Linked DNA regions of Gossypium hirsutum: region 1 is linked to region 2. A link is a contact called in public Hi-C data. All regions are on one chromosome and are shown on one strand. Each heading gives the region's core, a stretch centred on a gene start, on an enhancer-like site or on the middle of the called end of the contact. The rest is flanking DNA. Distances are from core to core; before and after follow the strand shown. Region 1 has its middle 74 kb from the start of LOC107939242. Region 2 holds the start of LOC107892394 (DExH-box ATP-dependent RNA helicase DExH18, mitochondrial).

Region 1 (2,700 bases), core at 57-2,556, 160 kb before region 2:
CATTTCCACAATGTGACGGTGTTTACGCTCGACGACACCATTTTGCTCAGAAGTATGCGGACACGAAACACGATGAACAATACCTTGGGATGCCAAAACCAAAGCCAACACTCGATACTCACCACCCCAGTAGCTCTGGAGCTGCTTGATGGTCTTGCCAAACTGAGTGTGAATAAGTTTCTGAAACTGCATGAAGCAGGTCATAACTTGAGACTTTTGCCGAATTAGATATACCAAAGTAAATCGAGAACTCATGTCGATGAATGACACATAGTACCACTTGTTACTAGAAGAAACCGAAGCAGGTCCCCATACATCAGATACAACTAACGAAAAGGGATCAGTGTATTTAGTATTGGAAGTTGAAAAAGGCAACTTATGAAACTTTCCCTTTTTACAAGCAGTACAAACATCGCTAGTCCCAATTTTATTCATATAAATATGACACTTATGTAAAATATTTTTAACAACAGTTGACGACGGATGTCCAAGGCGCTTGTGCCATAACGAAAACAACTCACTGTCGGCAGTCGAATTGGAACATTCTACCTGAGCAGCAGACATATAAGAGACACTATCTGGCATAGAAAACCGGTATAGCCTATTATGAATATGCCCCGTCAGCAAAACCTCCTGTGTCACGCTATCCTTAATCACACAATAAGTAGAGTGAAACTCAAAAAACACCCCATTATCAGTTGCAAATTGTGATACTGACAACAGATTTTTCCGAATGGCTGGGACACATAAAACATTAGATAGCCGAAGCAACCTAGACCGTGTCGGCAAAACACTTTGACCAATGGACGATATCAGTGCGAGCGATCCATCACCCATTAAAATAGAAGACGTACCTGAATAAGGAGCGGCATTATGCAGAGCTGACGGATCCCGACAAACATGATTGCTAGCTCCTGAATCAGGATACCAGGATGACGTCCCAACTGGTCCAGGAACCGGTGAGTCAAACTCGTCTTCACTCACTCTATGTCTATCAGAATTAATATGAGAGCTAGATATTGACAGATCCGAGTAGTCAGACGCATGTATATCTCCTAGTTTAGGAAGCCCAAAACACGGATTTGAAGCTGAGAACACGCGCGCACGCGGCTTGGTATGCCACGGGACTAGAATATGACCGGTCGGGTTAGCTGGATCGAGCTGCACATTATTCACAAATGGATTTGTGGGAAATGGAGGAGGAACATTCTGCCCAACATTCGGCCCAAGATGAGAAGGCAGTCCAAATCTGCCATTAGCACCATCAGCTGGCCCACCAGTGTGCGGCCTAGGATTGGGAGGCCTGAAACCACGCCATTCATCACGCCATCCATGTGGCCCAACATTCGCGCCTCCACGCTGCTCATTAAACCCCGCTTCAGCACACACATTTTGACAAAAACCAACTGCATTTTGACCAGCCCCAAAACAATTTTGACCAGTAGCACAATTAATTTGACTATTCGTATAGCAATTTTGACCAATGTTTGAAAACTTAGGTCTGGTGTTTGGTTGAGGGGGCCAGCCACTTTCATCTGAATCACGGTGGTTCGGCACTGGATTTTACATCGGAGGTTGCACCAGAGACAAGTCATCACGGTGGTATCGGTAATAACATTTCTGAGCCACGTGACCAAATCGTGAATAGATCTGGAACTGAAGGCGCGGCCTAAAGATCCTACCTCGGCCACGCACCCCTGATCGTCCTCATCGCGATGACCCGTCCATGGACACGTCTTCCACCAGGTTTGCAGCATAAACAACCTCTTGACTTGGTTGACCATGTCGATTTTCGCACTCGATAAGGGCGTCCACCAGACGCTGAAATGGCAATGGCGTCGAAGACAATGAAGCCGACGATACAACACCCTCAAACTCGGACGGTAGCCCCCCAAGAAGCACCGCCGTCCTCTCCGCCATTGAGATGGAGGTTCCAGACGCCTCCAATAGAGCACACACACTTTTTAGTTTCGCAACATAGTCACGAATCGACATGTTCCCTTTCTTGAGAGAGTGAAGTTCATGTCGCAACCGTGACTGCCTCTGATCGGAATCAGCCTCGAACATTGCCAACGCCGTAGTCCAAACATCCGACACCGATTGAACATCTATGAACAAAGAAAGAATTGATGAACTGATGGTGGATAGGAACCAAGAAGTGAGAATGTTATCCTGTTGCTGAAACACAGATGCCACTAGATTGACCACAAGCGCACCATCTGGTGCTTGCACAAACTTGGACGGCACAGCAATAGATCCATCGAGAAAACCAAACAAATCATAGCCATTAACAACGAAACGCACCTGTTGTTTCCATTGAAGAAACGTTCCTTCATCAAGCTTCAACTTCATGCCTAGGAAATGAATTCACCACACGATCAGTAGCAAAGACCGAGCCATGCACTTCAGCAGAGTCCGACGCAGCAGAGTTTGTTGTAGCCATGATCAAGAACCCCTAGTGACTGATACCATGAAGAAATCAAGGTAACTTTGAGAAATTTTACTGAAACAAAATGTTTTCTTATGAATTTAGACTGTTTACTTGCTTCAATACAAAGTCATACATTTGTTTTTATAGGCACAGCTCACTTGCTTTCTTTAACAAACTAGCTAACCTTTCAACCTTCACTAACTACCTCTCTAACCATTTTATTATCTTTAGCAAGTACTTCTACAAATGGCTACTTATGTAGAGAGAGA
Region 2 (2,700 bases), core at 140-2,639:
GCAAAGGGAAACCATGTATGCGGCGCTGTAAGATCTGCTGATTGAATCATACTTCGAAACTGCTTGATCTCATCAGGAAACTCTTCAATACAGAACTCCACAAATATAGGGAAAAGAAACTTAACAGCAGCATTAGATGGACCAAGTGATACCAAATATTCAGTAACATCAGCAGAACAGTTCTTAAAGAAAAAGCTACGGAACTTATGAGCAGCAGTAGGGAAAAATGACCTGCCAATGTAAATAGCAAGTGACTGATTGGCTGCCCACCCTGATCTACAGAAATAGCTGAAAACTTGCTGTAAGATCTCCCAATCTTCTCGGCACAGCTTCGCAGGCTTTTCATTATTACGAAGTTCCTGATACAATTCCACCGGATTTCGAAAGCCGACTTGCTTACAATTCACAGTTCTATCAATTCCATCCTCCTTAGAACCGTCAATGCCATCCTCCTTAGAACCGTCAATACCATCCTCATCTGAATTCTCATGGACACCATCAAAATCATTAACTCTCATAAAATCCACAATACGCTTATTCTCTTTATCATCTCCATGTTCCAACTCAACATCTTTTGAACCATATATACCATTCTCATTCAAATCATCAACATCATCCTCAACCTTATTCTCATTTTCACCATCAAAATCAACAAGTTTCACAAAATCCAAAATATGCTTACCGTGCTCATTTTTTTCCATTTCTGAATCATGCATTCCATTATCCTCCCCACCATCATCACCCCCATTTTTAATAACAGAGGAAAAAGGTCTCACATTAGCATCTCCATAGTTTCTAAATTTACCAACTAAACCAACCAAGCTAGTCGAAAACTCTCTTCGAGGCACATGGAAAGGCGGAGGGTCTGTATCCGAAACCCAGTTTTCAAATTGTCTAAAAGAATGAATATATCGATTGGATGACATAAACTTAACTCTAGAAACATTTTTCTTAGAAGTATAGATTCTAAACAGAAACGTTGCTAATCCTCTTCCCATTTAATACCCGCATAAAAGAGTAGAAACCCAACAATTTTATTTCTCCCTTTTTTTCCTGCTTAAAGCAATTAACTTTTGAAATTGCAATAAGCTAAAGGTGTTAAATTTGGTGATGGAGATTAGGGCCAAAAAAAGGGGATTTTCAATGGAACTCACCTCAAGAGGATTGAGAGACAGATAATAAGAAAGACAGAGAGGAAATGGAGGGAAAGTAGTGGAGAGAGTTAAGACACCAAAACCCTAAACCCAGAGTCGGTTTAGATTGGCGTAATTACAGAGGAAGTATGGAACTCGGGTACTAGGACTCGGTCCGATTTGAGTCCGCAGACTCGAAGTTTACTGAGCGTTCTTGCCTCTACATTAGCCCAATTTTTTGGGTAGTCAAATGAAAGCCCGCATGTTTTCTTTTTTTTTTTTCCTTTTCATATTTATTTTCAAAAATAATAAATATTATTATTCTCTATAAAATCTTTTAATATAAAATCTTTATAGCTAGTAGTATAGTACAATCCGAAAACACAATAATAACTGCTTAAAATAAAAAATACGTCCAAGAACATAATACAAAATTAGTGAAATCATATATAGGAGTCCTTAATAAATATATTTTTATATAATCGGTAAAAGTACCACAAAACTTTTATACTATATTTTGGATTACATTTTAATTTATTTATTGAAAAATAGGTAAGTTAGTTCCTGAAGTGAGTAAAACAACTCATACGTTATATATACGATATAATAATAATTTTAGTCATCAACTTTCACACATTTATTCAATTCAACCCCTACTCTTTTATTGGAAGTAAATTAAAAATTCTTAAAACTAATAAAGCTAAAGGGACAAAAAGTCATTAGTAACAAATTTAAAAAATCAATTAAGGCCTTTAAATTTTAATAATAATTAAAAATCATATATAAAAGAAGTTATAAAATTTTTAAATTTATAAAATTTTTATTAAAAAAATAATATCGACCCATTAAAATTTAGTAGTTATAAAAAAAAATTTTAAAATGACCTACTCTTTTATTGGTCAGTATTGTTATTTTATAATAAAATTTTATAATTTTATAATTTTATAATTTTATAACTTTTTTTATTCTGTTTATGTTTTTATAATTATTAAATTTTAAAAGAGCTTTTTTTTTTTTGTTACTAAGGCCTTTTTGACCCTTTAGCGTTATTAGTTTCAAAAATTTCTAATTTACTTTCAATAAAAAAGTAAGAGTCAAATTGAATAAATGTGTAAAGGTTGAAGGCTAAATTTGTTATTATACATTATATATAAACACAATTCAATTTTTGTCACCCATCTAATGTACATGGTAAATTTGGGATAGTAAGAGGGTTTTGTGGTACTTTTTACCGGTGGATGCTTGACTAATTGCCTATTTTTAGTGGTATAAGAATGGAGAGAGTAAATGGCTGAGTTTTGCAAATTTCCAAACCAACTTATCATGTTCCTAGTGAGATGAGACTACTCCACACATCTCTGTTGAGATTATTTTGAAGTTCCAAGCTAGACCACAATGTGCTTGATTTCATGAAGTTAAATAAGTCTGAGGTTATCATCTAGCATAGCTAATGGGCAGTTTAGTTTAATTTCAAAATAATATTGCTAACCATAAACATGGAAAACACAATGAAAGACGTGAACTGGTAATATGTGTGTACCTCTTGCTATATATTTTCACAAGTATA

What was found. Hi-C and Micro-C count contacts between places; a contact is called where the count stands out from the background.
Region 1: a Hi-C map of leaf shows a contact between it and region 2, with 2.5 times the contacts expected there. The contact joins the enhancer-like site here to the promoter of LOC107892394 in region 2. A contact is called at or near these places in 6 of 34 Hi-C or Micro-C datasets (callus and leaf).

The regions. Positions count from the first base shown.
Region 1 is chrD09:4,440,692-4,443,391 of Gossypium_hirsutum_v2.1, reverse strand. No RefSeq gene overlaps it. Among protein-coding and RNA genes, the nearest start is that of LOC107939242, 74 kb to the right of the region's middle. Within about 2 kb of position 1,306, at least 8 of the 9 cell types and tissues checked have an H3K27ac peak or open chromatin away from gene starts, as enhancers often do. A contact at or near this core is called in leaf, where this site is marked.
Region 2 is chrD09:4,281,906-4,284,605 of Gossypium_hirsutum_v2.1, reverse strand. LOC107892394 (DExH-box ATP-dependent RNA helicase DExH18, mitochondrial) reads right to left here and starts at 1,389. Exons shown (of 4, transcript XR_001682608.2): 1 at 1-1,389. LOC107892392 (protease Do-like 8, chloroplastic) reads right to left here. Exons shown (of 13, transcript XM_016817470.2): 13 at 2,652-2,700.